2 separate regions of the Cyprinus carpio genome follow, and region 2 is linked to region 1. A link is a contact called in public Hi-C data. All regions are on one chromosome and are shown on one strand. The core of a region is the stretch at or near the end of the contact, and the rest is flanking DNA. Distances in the headings are between cores, read along the strand shown. Region 1 overlaps ahr2 (aryl hydrocarbon receptor 2). Region 2 overlaps ahr2 (aryl hydrocarbon receptor 2).

Region 1 (6,277 bases), core at 528-3,027:
GTTAAACGTGTTGCTTAATTTCCTCTGTGTACACAGGAAGTAGTCTTTGTTCAGAAAGAGAAGGTGAGAGAGCAAAAGAAAGTCTTTAAAAACTTTGAGCAATCTTCATTTGCTTAGCAAACTAGCACTAGACAGTACAGTACCAGCTCTGAGGTATACAGTATAGTAGGATTTTTGCAACACTGTGGTTGGTTGAATACCAGTTTCTTCGTATTGCCCGGAGGGAAATGTTTGTCATCAATCCACAACTTTTCTTCCTCTTCTCACCTGCATGCCACCTTTCCACTTGTCTGTCTGTGATCCCTCCATCACAGAGATGTCCTCTTTTCCTTGTTCGTTTTATCAAACATGCACACAAAACTCAACTTATCCACCTCAGATTCTTCTCATTTAACGCACATGGAATGGAGCGAAAGAGCGACCAGGATGGAAGACCGCAAGAAAGTCTGAAAGGAAGAGGAGGTCTTTTGTTGGAATGATCAGCATTATCTGAGGTTTTTGAAGAGGAAAAAGATGTTTCCTGATACTTTGGCTCAGACCTGAAATATGGTCAAGACGTCCAAGTTCACCAGTTCCCTTCCATGTTTTTAAACATGGCTCTCAGAAATAGGGATGCGATTCTCAAGTTACAGAACCCAAACTGTTTCATTGCAACAAAGAAGCAAATCTTGTCTTTGATTTACCTTCTGAGGGTCCTGCAAGAATTGCATAGCTGGTAGCTTTGTTTTGTAACATGCTAACTGGTTTTTAGCTGGTCATTATAGCACGTACAAGCAACCTTAGAGCACTGACATATGAGCTCAGTGCAGTCGAGCCGGTTTTTGGCACATGGTGACTGGTCAAACAAGGTCATCACATTCCAGTTTAAGCTAGACTTTCCAGCAGGGACTAGCCAGTGAAAGTGCAATTATTAGCCTTCTTGTTTGCTTATCACTTGGCGTCATCAGTTGCTTTTATCCTGAGCGACTTATAGGTTACTAATTGTAATGACTGTATCTCTGAGGCAGCCAGAAATTAGTCTTGTCGAGCTTAGTACTTGTGCATGTGGTGACCTTGTTTCAGATTGCATATATATTCTATGTATATATCTGTTTAATAAGGAATTAAGTGTTCATTTATCAGGAGCAGAAAATTACTAGGAACACAAAGGCCTAAAAACGACAACCTTTGCTCTATCACCTCAGCTATATCCATAACCATCATCAATTTTGCACACCATAAGAACTTATGTCAAACAATATGCTAGACATCAATGGCGTCATTGACGACTGTTGTACAACTGTCGTATAGCTCTTAACCAATAAGCTACATCTGCTAACTGTCATCAATATTGTGCAAGCCATAAAAGCTCAATGCTTGCGTGCCAAAACAAAAGAGTTATTGACCCTTATCATAATATATCTGTGTTTTACACCTAGCCTATCTGTTTGTTTACAGCCTCTTGTCATTAGCTTATCAGGAAGTGATCCTTCGTATCGTGGGAGTGGAAAATGAGCAGACAGGTCAACTCCCTGTCCCCGCAGTTCTGAATGAAAGTTTACAGAATGAGTTGACAAGGAGATTTAACTGTCTGTTTGTCTGAGGTGACAAGCACTTTGGCATATTGTCAAGAAGATTTTACTGTTCTCACATTTCCACCCATTCCTACCTGCTTCCTCCAATCTTACGAATGACAGATCATCAAGACTTTCAGTTTGCCATTTTAGTTTTAGGTTACATCATTCCAAACAGACAAAACAGATGCTGGGAGTAAAGCAGAGTGTCGAGACAAACCGGGTTAAAAGCTTATGGAGATTTGGAAAGAGTTGTAAGTTCTACTTCCAACCAATTTTCTGGTTCTTCCTTATGTCAGGAGGCATGGCCGATATCTTTTCATTCCTCTTCGCCATTGGGACAAACAACAAGGGTTAAATGACACTAAAACCTAAACCAAAAAAAAAAAAAAGAGTGACTCTCAGTGTGAGGGGTGTTAACGAGAAGGAAGAAAGGGGAAGCGCGAGAACAATATCAGCATTGTAAGTCAAGACAGATAAAGAAAGCCCTGTGGGTGAGAGAAGTTTTCTTTGGATCCCGACACCATTTCCTGTCCACTCGGACCCAAGAGGTCATTGGACACCCTGGTGCACTGTACTCTTCCTCTCCAGCCTTTTTCCGCTCCTCATCATACATCGATTTCACCATTTTACATTTTCGTCTGTACTGCAATGTGCACAGGAAGAGATAGGCTGTATTTCCTGTTTACAAAGGACGACGGTTGTATATGCGTGTTTTTTCCTTGAAGTGTACTTCGTAGTGTAAGTAAGATAGCGTATCGTTTATGTTTTTGTGGTAAAATGTGTGTTTTCGGGTGCACATTTCATCCCTGCATCTGCATGTCTGTTCCTGAGACTTGTGAGTTGTATATGCAGGAAATTTTCAAGTGTATGTGTGTATGTGTGTGTGTGTATGCGAGTACACTCAGGACGTTCGGTGTGTGTGTGTGTTTTCTGTTGGCAGTGAAGTGTCTCAGGGGAGGCAGGGCTTGCGTGAGAGCACTGTTGCAGATCTGTCAGTGAGAGGGGGCTGCTCAAGGTCTGCCGGAGTGTGTGTGTGTGTTTCTGTGCTGGGCTAGAATTGTTCTCCCCAAAGGGGAGGGAGGGAGAGCGAGTTAAGCCAGCCCTGTCTGTCAGCATGGAGCTGCCGTTCATATGAGTGTGTGTGCTCTTAGGACTACACACACATTTAGCTAAACGAAGACACACCAAAGACTTTTAATGTTTTTATTTTAAAATAATTGTAAATTGAGGATGCATGATATAGGTTATTGGCCTATTATTTTTAATAATAACTATTAGGGATGCACGATAAATATCGGCCCGATATTAATGCTCATCTCGTCAGTAAAGCCAGTTCTGTAATTAGCGGTAAATCTCACGTGGAGCAGCAATTACTACACAGAGCTGTTGTTCACTGACAAGCTGCGCAAAACCACAATCATATTTTGCACATGTTTTGCGCACCTTGTCAGTGAACAACAGCTCTGTGTAGTAAATGCTGCTCCACTTGAAAGCACGCATGTGTAGAGATTTACCGCTGATTACAGAACCGGCTTTACTGACGAGATGATCAACATTTTTGTTTACTGTTATTTTTATTGTTATTATATTATTATTTATTATTTTTTTTAATAAATGCATTTTTAATTTATATTATCATCCTCAACCTAACATGCAAAGAAAGATGTTTCTATTTGATTTTTAACAGCGCAACTCTATTATAAAGAGAGTCATGGATCGGTACAAACTTTTTAGTGAATTCGCACCTTTACATTTGAGGTTAGAGAGTCATGGAAAGTCTTTTGCACTGTGATTTTTCTGGCACCTACGGGTTTTGACTTGTGGACAGACAGTGTAGTCTTTCTAAACCCTCGAGCCATGTTACTGACTGACTCAGAGTGCCTCACTAGGTTGGATTTAGTAATATGATAATTTCCTGCTCTGAATTTGAGTAGATTGTAAATAAATAATGGAAGGGTGTGTACAAGATTTTGATTTCAACATGACATTTTCTTCCATTCAGAGATAATGTAAATGGTACGTGCCCTGCAAAATTCGCTGCCACGATGCTAAGATGATGTAAATGATTGCCAGAGCATTGCTTAAATTCCTTGTTCTTTGATTCTTTGAAAATTAGAAACTCATACCATACCAGGAAAACATCTGACCCCAGTTCAACCCAGCACTTCATGCTTATTTGTCAATGAATTTATTGTTAACATTTAAAATTTTCTCATGGATTTGATTGACAAAACAAACTTGTATTTGCAGGCCCAAAAAGGACTTGCTGTCTTATTATGTGTTGAAGTCCCGGTGACAAAGTCGTGACAACAGCTGCCACTCAAACAAAATCATCATAACCGAAGGCATGGTCGTTGCTCATCTAGCATTCTTTGTGTTGCAGCAAGTTTTGCAAAGCTGTCTTGACTCAATCAACACCCCGGACCTGTTAAAGTACCTGTTCCAAGTCAAGAATGACAGAATCAACAGCTTGTTTACTTCTGTCATTCTGTACAAATTGACGAGGAAGAAGAAACTGAGATTAACCAGCAACCCCAAACCAGAAGCCTTCTCCCAAACCTCACCTTAAAACCTCAGCCCAGCTAGTTAACTTCTAACCCCAAACCAGGCATATGTGCACATGTAGGCCCTGTGGTGTGCGTGCATGCATGCACCATACAACAAGATGGTAAAACGATTTGCTCCAGTCATTTTGGTCTTAAAAACTCTTTGGTCTTAAAACTTGACCTCATTTGAAATTAAAACAGTCAAACCAAGATTGCCTCAGTGGCATACTGCATTGCTACAGACATGCTGCCAGGGTTAGGAATCGAAAACTTGTTGCTATTTTGGTGATGCTATCTCAAAAGAAAAATTCAGTAGAATTGTCACCCCGAATTGTCAAGTAAAATCGAAATCAGAACTGTTTAACACCTTGCTATTTTTAGGTTACCACATGCAAGTCCCAGGTGTTTGGCAATTATGCAAGTAAAATTGCAACCATAAGTGTCCTCACAATATTTCTTTGCTTACTGATTTCTACATGTTCCCATGTACCTCTGCCACATGTAGAAATAGCGTTTCCCTCCTTACTTCCCAGTGGCAGGTGTGAAACATTTCTAAAGTTTTCGTCAAGTATAATCGCAACCATAAGCAATCAATTTTTATTTGATTCTATTTACATTTATGCATTTAGCAGACGCTTTTATCCAAAGTGACTTACAGTGCATTCAGGCTATACATTTTTTACCTAACATGTGTTCCCCTGGGAAATCGAACCCACAACCTTTTATGCTGCTAACGCAATGCTCTACCACTGAGCCACAGGAACACTTCCGTTTCCTATATGTGCCCATCTACCTCAAAGTGAAAGTGACTTGACGTGGCCAAGTATGGTGTACTGAATTTGCGCTCTGCATTTAACCCATCCTAGTGCTCACACATAGCAGTGAGTTGTGAAAACACACACACCCGGAACACACCATTTTGATTTGGTGTCTTGCTCAAGGGCACATCAGTTGGGGTATTGAAGGTGGAAGAGAGCGCTGGTACTGAGACTCGAACCTGCAATGTTCAGGTGACAAGTCTGTGACAAGTCTCTATGCATTAGGCCATGACTGCCCCACATTTAGAAAGTGCTTAACCCCTCCTCCCTTCCCATTGGCAGGTGTGCCCCATCAACGCTGTTTTCATCAAGTAAATTTGCCTCGTTAAAGTAATTATAAGCATAAAAGTGCATACAATTCCTAGTTCAACATGCCCCAATGCACTGTCACTGCATGTAGCAACCACCTTCCCCTCTTCCCTCCCAATGACACTTTTCATCAGGTAGAAGTGCAACCTTAAGCATTAAATTGCGCCAAGGCACCATTATCGCATGTAGGAACCGCCCTCCCAATGGCAGGTGGTAAGACACATTAATGCATCTTTTGTAAACTAGAATCACAAAGACTGAATTCCTTACGGTTCTCATTGCAAAGAAAGGGAAATAAAGTGGTTTCTGCATGCGCCCATGCACTTGAGCCACATATAACAATAATTCCCCTTCCCTTTTATTGCAATGCCAACTTTACCACACAGATGCTGTTTTTGTAAAGTACGATCGAAATCAGAAGCGTTAAATTCAATTCAATTTTCATTCCTACATGCACCCATGCGCCTCAATTGAATGTTAGACCCGCATTCCATTCTTCCCTTCCAAGTGGCAGGTGTGCCGCACTACTGTAGTTTTTCGGCAAGTAGAATGGAAACCATAAGCATTAAATTCCTTACGGTTCCCATTCCTATACGCGCCATAACCACTTGTAGCAACAGTATTCCCCTCTTTCCTGTTTATCCAGCAACACTAATGCAATTTCGCCCTTATTCTCTAAATCAGGTGTGTGTGTGCCTGCCATTCACCCCCTTCCCAACCCCTTAGTGCAACCCAGACAAACAAACCATCAATGTGCTGTTTTTGGTCTTATGTCACAACAAATGTCTGAGGGCATGGCAGGCCTGTGCGAGCAGTTTTCCAACATGTCTGGTCGGGGGTTGCTGCAGCCGCCCGCTTTCATGTGCAGGCCTGAGGTATGTAAACAGGATACCCTGAGCTGTGCACGAAGAAAGGCAAAGAATCATGGTGAGCTTAAAAGACTTGAAGCAGGAGAGAGCTGCCTGTGGACCACAAACCCTTTCGGACTCTTTTTAATACCTACGGCTTTTTAATTATCTCTATCTTTTTTCTCTTTATTCGCCCTCTA
Region 2 (6,602 bases), core at 1,441-3,940, 170 kb before region 1:
GCATTATTAGGAGGAACTCTGGGTGTGTGGGTGTGTCAGGATACTGACTACTTTGCAACTTTGCGGTTGGCGTTCGTCCTGACCGTGGTAGCTTTCACTAGTCTGAGGCCCACCAAACCAAACCACACCTATACACATGTTCTCAGGGGCTGGCGAAGAGAAAACATCGACAGCAGGCATTTTTTGCGTCAATGTGCATGTGCATATCATAAATTGTCCAAAAAGGCCCAAGCAACAAGAGGCCGAGTGCGTTTCTTTCTCTCTCTATCGCTGATGAATGACGGTGTTTGGCAGATTCTCCTGAGAAGCGGGTTTATTGCCAGTAGCATTGCGTGTCAAGAGTTTATTTAGACGGAGAGGTCGAGGGAGGAAACGAGAGCAGTTGAGAGAGGCAAACTAAAGAGGGGGTGTATTCATTCACTGAGATAGATTGATTGATTTTAAATGTGAGTTTGTTATGAAACAAAAACACGGTTTATGCTTTTAGGAGGTTGCCGGCGACTTGAGGAACTCACTCTGGCAGAGTTCCGAAACGGTTGGTACGGTAAACGGAGCTTGGAACGTTCCGTCACTGCTTACCAATTGTGTGACAGCACTTGAGCTGTTTAGAGGAAAACGCTCATTTAACGTTATTCAGAAAGGGTACAATCACACCACAATCATGTTTTCCTTACTAATCTGATGTAGTGTTGGTTTTAAAGTTATTGTTTTGCTTTTTGAAGAAACCCTGGGCGAATTTGGCTGTCGCAGAAAGCAGGACCAGGAAACAGGTCAGGAATGAGGAGTGGGTGGATGAGGGTGTTTTAGTCCAAACTTTCTAAAAGAGAATCCTTAAAATCCCCTCTTTACTGAACTTCATTGGAATTTTGTATTTACATATGTCTGTCATGGTTTTCCCCTTACATTATGTTGATTTGTGTTAGGGATGAGTCATGATCTTTTTTCATATATATATATATACAGTACTCCTTTTACATAATTTTTTAACGAATTAATACTTTTATTAAGCAAGGATGCAGTAAATTGATCAAAAGTGACATGAAGCAATGTTTATAACATTAATAATATTACAAAAGAAAAAAAAATGTTCTTTTGAACTTTATATTCTTCAAAGAATCTTGAAAAATTTATCTTGGTTTCCAGAAAACAGTTTTCAACAGTAATAATCAGAAATGTTTTTGAGCAGCAAATCAGCATATTAGTATTATTTCTGAAGGATCATGTGATACTGAAGAAGCCTTGGCGAGCATAAGAGACTTCTTTCAAAAACATTTGAAAAACTTAATGACCCCAGACATTTGAAAGGTAGTGTATAAATATTAATTGTTATTATTTCTTTAAAAAAAAAAAAAAAAACTTACTAATCCCAAACTTTTGAACAGTTGTGTTTATGAAAAAAAAGTACTGTATATATATGGAAAAAAAAGCAACAACAACCAGTATGTTCTTCAAAATTCCTCTTTTTTGTGTGTGTTCCACAAAAGATGACTGGAGATGTATTGTTTATTTATTTATTTAGTTAAATATATTAAAAATGATTTTTCAATAAGTATTTTTATTTGAAAAAATTAAAAAATCTTTTTATTGAACATTGGTGTAAGTAAATAATGTACAATAAAATAAAAAGCCAATGTTTAATAAGTAGTTTAAAATAAAGCCAACAGAAATGACAATAATATGAGATTGCTGTCCGGAGGCCAGAATTGCTTTTTTCTTGACAGATGAAGAAAGGAAAAGATTATGTTTTTATCCCCCTGCTCCTAATTTTCTCAATGTTCTCCTCTCTCCCTGCATGTCTTTGTTATTTTTTCCCCTTTCCCGCTCTCATTTTTTTATCTGTTTGCTGTGTGTGTGTGTTTACCTGGCTGACAGCTGCGTGGTTGCAGCTGAGCTTTGGAAGAAGTGTGTGTGTTGGCGGCGGTAGTGCGGAATTTACTGCTTTTTGAGAATGGAGCAGAACGCCGTGTGTGTGTGTGTGTGAAAGTGCTGAGTGAGAACTAAGCGGAACCCAAGCCTTGCGTGAGGAGCGAGCGTGCAAACTTTCAACCCTGGCATCCGCTGCCGAAGTTTTTGGGACGGAGAACGGCCCAGTGAGGGAGGAGAACAGATAGACAGGGAGGGAAAAGAGGCGGGAGAGGAAAGGGGTCGGGGAGAGAAGGGTTTAGTTACACAAGGATATGGAGCTTGGTAATTAAGAGCAGCAGGGAAGCGAACGGCGAGCGAACCTGCCAAGAAAAAGGGAGCTCGCATTTCAGCCGCATTTTCCATTTCGACGTGTGGTCAAGCGCGTATTCTGGTGCTCCTCCTTTATCTCTCCCCGTTTCGTGCCACGAGATGATTTACAGTAGAAAGCGGTCGTCCGGTTGACTCAACTCCTGCCAAAACAGCAATGTAAGATACAAAAAATGTGACGGCTTATCGGACGTCCCCAAAAATTTTCTGGAAAGATATTAATAACGCGCAAAAAAAAGGGAAAAACAAGACCTGACTCAACACCCGCGGATCGCAGTGTTTCTGTTGGGTTTAGTTGCCAGGACTGATACGCTCTTGGCCACGTCCCAATTCAAAATCTGTCCATCTCTCGCTCGCTCTCTGAGACACAGGCCGCTGCTTGCCTTTGTTTTGTTCTCTCGCATGTTTGTGTTGGTTTGATGTTGGCTTTGGCTCGCAGCGCTGACTGTAACATTGGCCGTCTGACGCGCATGTAAACTTACCTCCAGCTATGGTTGCCTATAAATTCATACACACACAGCCGAGATACTTTTATGCCCACTTTACACACCCATCAGCTGTAAAATTGTCTCGATTATTGTATAAACAGATGGTTTTAGTAGGCGACTTTAATTTGGACGTTTACTGTTCCTTTGATGAACAGCCACTTCGTTGACTAGTAACCTCTTTTAATTCTGTGATACTTCTTTATAATATAATAAAAGACAGTATATTTTAGAATGAAATATGACACATATGGTGGAATTTGATTGAATGGTATAAAATGCACTTATCCAATTTCAAACCATTTTTTATGACTTTTTTTTTTTCTTTGCAGTAACATGAATCATTCTTGGTTAGTCCAGGAAATACAAATGCATTGTTGACATAAAAAACATATTGCTAAATATGATAGTTTGAGCATTTCAACTTTGGCAACACTGGCTCAACCTATACCCTGAATATGAGGTGGATCGACCTGTTTTTGAACAAGGAAAGAAGACATTTAAGACATACAGATATTTAGGAAATATTTTTATTAATTGTTTTGTTTTGTTTTGTTTTATTTTATTTTACTTTTATTTTATTAGTAAATTGTAATGATGTTTGTTTGCTGCATTTATTTAAAAATCGTAGCTTTATCGAATGTTACAAAACTTGGTGACTTTTATGGCACTTGGTATATGAACACAAAATAATTGAGGGCATGATATGAAAAGTGCTCGTTAAAAAAATTGTCACACTGATGGTCTTCGGTCAAAAATGACCGACCATAGGAAATGAATGGAAAAAAAAAAATTATTAAAATAAAGAACATTTTTGTGTGTACGATCTACAAATCCCCCACGATTCAGAAAAAAACTGCACTGCAATGAAGGGGTGAATCTCTAAAATATCTAGAGTGCAAAATCAACACACCCACTTACACACGCGCGGACACACACATACTTCTACACACACACACACCCCTTTGAACTGGTGCGACTGTAACACAGCAACTATGTAAAATAAAATCAATAATTCAACTACAATCTAGTAAAAATGTGGACAGCAAGGAAAGGGTTACACTCTAAAATATCAAGAGTGCAAAACAGACTCACTCACACACACTCACAGACACACACAATTACACACACTCAAATGAATTGGTATGGCTATAACCATATAGCCAAAATGAGTCAGAAAACTGAATTAAGAGATTAAAATCAGATCAGGCCCAGAAGGATTAAGCTCTGATAAAGCATTCCTGTTTATTTTCGTTACATTTTTATAGAATTTTAATGTTTTATCTAACAAAATTATTTCTGTATTCAGGTTTGACTGTAGTAATAAATATTCAAAAACTGACGCTTCAAATCAACATTTAAAACAACAAAAAAATTGTCTTCGAGAATGTCTTAATATACATTTAAATCCACAGCCTAATAAAAGTAAACAATTATGTATAAAACAACTAGGGGATTCAAAAGCCTCTTTATAGATTCCTATACAGGCATCTAATGGTTACACCATGAAATTACATGTTTTTCATTGCAGAGATACTGCATTGATTTGAAAAATTATTTTTAAAAATTAGAGAACTTTTAAAAAAAAATATATATTAGATTGATTTTACTGAAGAAAAAGTTACATTTCAGGTGTCCGGTCACTTTTGACCGCAAAGGCCATGAGTGTGACTCCCAAATGAGGAGCGCACAAGGGTTAAAACATACCTGTTTTTTGAACAAGGAAAGATATGAACGATATGCATTTAGGAAATATTTTAACTTTTAGTTTATTTTTATTATTTATTTTTGCTTTAGTTTTTTTTTTTTTGGACCTATGGTGGATCTACCAGGTTTCTTTTTTTGTTGTTGTTGTTGTATTTTTTCATTATTTAATACAGAAAGGCATGCAAACATTTGGTAAATGTTTTAATTTATTTTATTTTATTTTATTTTATTGAACTAGTAGCAGATTATTTTATTTATTTATTTGTTGGTTTGTTTAAAACCTATAGTTTTTTTTCATCAGGGGAAGACACAAAGGCATTTTGTAGTATTTTATAGCAAAGTCTTTTTTATTTTAGTTTAGCATTTTATATTATTTTACTTTATTAGCAGTTTTGTTTAAAATCTTTCTAATAGTTGGATGAAATGTCAGGCTATAGAAATGGATCTTTAAAGAATTATTTTCAGTTTTCAGCAGAATTGTCACTTATCCATTTTTCCGTCCAGAAGTCTTGCCCACCTTTTTTGTAGAACTGAAACAAAAACCCTCGTTCACCCTCTATTTCTGTCCCCGCGTCCCGACAGGAGTGATTGTCCAGCTGGCTGTCTCCTTATCAGTGTAATTGCTGCAAACAAATCTCAGGATGTGGTTTTCCCGTTCTGACTGTTGAGTCACCCTAAGATCTCTGGATGGAAGAATGTCGCCCTTTTTTCATTCTTCAATCAAACACATTTCCTCCTTGACTCTGTTTTGGCGCTCCTTAGGCTTTTCCTTCACTTGATGCGCAACACAAATGAACGAATCACCCGACCGTATCCCACCTGACCCCAAACGAGCATGTCACAACCTCAGTGAAACCACGTCAGTCTTCGCACATTTTGTTCTCGTGTGCTTCTGCTTTTTTCAGACGTCAAAGTAAACACCCAATTTCACTTCTTCAGTGAGGCGTTGTTGATGCCACTTCAGTCTCGCATAGACAGCAACAGGTTTATCTGAAACATGTTTATCATTAATTGCATAGCAATCAACATCAAGCTTGAGAAATGCCTCCATAAACGCTGTATCATTCTGACCGCTAGGTCAGTTTACCCCCAGTCTTCATTATGGTGCAGTTACAGTGAACAGAGTTCCACACGCACAAACACAAGGGCCGAATGTAAACTGTGCGACATCTCGATAGCACCGCTGAACCTAGCTCTGTTTCCAGAGGTCAGGGGTTAAGTCTGTTTGCACAAGCATGTGCTGAGTTCACAGAGGATGGAGTGGGAAGGAGGGATTGAGAGCATTTTTCTATTTTTATTCTTAGTCATAGTTAATCTAGGCAATAAAATATGAGATTTATATATTTAATCATTAAAAATTATACATATATTTATTACTACAAAAGTTATATAGTTAAAATATTATATATATATATATATATATATATATATATATATATATATAAAATTATTATTATTATTATTATAAAATATTATTTTTGCTCAATTATTAATAATGTTGAAACCTTTTTTTTTTGTTGTTGCTGCTTAGTAATTTCATGGAAAACATAATACATTTTTTGATGAATATAAAGTGCAGCATTGTTTGAAATAGAAATCTTTGTAACATCACTGTCTCCTTTGATCAATTTAATGCTTCCTTGCTGAATAAAATTAATATATTTAAAATACTTTTTATTCTGTATTCCAATATTTTATTTTCAGATTTTTATCTGTGTATATATATTATTTAGTTGTTTTTGTCAACAAAACTCTTATTTTCATTTACGAAAATGCTAATTAATTTCAGTTATTTTATCCCAGAATAAAATAAGCTAAAATGAATGAATATGACATGAAGATGGCATAATTTACACTTTGGTTGACAGAAAAATTCCTCAAATTCAGGCCATGCTCTCACACTGTCTCTTTGACAAAGAGTGCCAATTCAAGTTTAATGCCTTTGCCTGACAGAAAACAGGCTATGTAAACAGTGAAGCAGTTGTACAACACGTCCCATGATCCCCCTCCACCCCATCTCTTTAACCCGGCTCTTCCTGCTTCGCTCTCGGCCTCTTTTCATGCTCACTTCTCACGGTCTGCTTATCCCTTCGTGTGCAGAATGACAACATACTTTGCTGAAAGAGTGTTGAAAGAACAGTACAAGAACAACAATACGAAACAACAGTAAAATATTAG

Evidence for each region. Hi-C and Micro-C count contacts between places; a contact is called where the count stands out from the background.
Region 2: a contact with region 1 is called in a Hi-C map of skeletal muscle, with 7 times the contacts expected there. The contact joins two enhancer-like sites. A contact is called at or near these places in 3 of 8 Hi-C or Micro-C datasets (all in skeletal muscle).

The regions. Positions count from the first base shown.
Region 1 is chrB22:19,988,246-19,994,522 of ASM1834038v1, reverse strand. The region is part of intron 2 of ahr2 (aryl hydrocarbon receptor 2); the gene reads left to right. All of the region lies in intron 1 of LOC109082837 (glutamic acid-rich protein-like), which reads left to right. Among protein-coding and RNA genes, the nearest start is that of LOC109046910, 47 kb to the left of the region's middle. Within about 2 kb of position 1,777, at least 3 of the 8 cell types and tissues checked have an H3K27ac peak or open chromatin away from gene starts, as enhancers often do. A contact at or near this core is called in skeletal muscle, where this site is marked.
Region 2 is chrB22:20,154,884-20,161,485 of ASM1834038v1, reverse strand. All of the region lies in intron 2 of ahr2 (aryl hydrocarbon receptor 2), which reads left to right. The region is part of intron 1 of LOC109082837 (glutamic acid-rich protein-like); the gene reads left to right. Among protein-coding and RNA genes, the nearest start is that of ahr1b, 23 kb to the right of the region's middle. Within about 2 kb of position 2,690, at least 2 of the 8 cell types and tissues checked have an H3K27ac peak or open chromatin away from gene starts, as enhancers often do. A contact at or near this core is called in skeletal muscle, where this site is marked.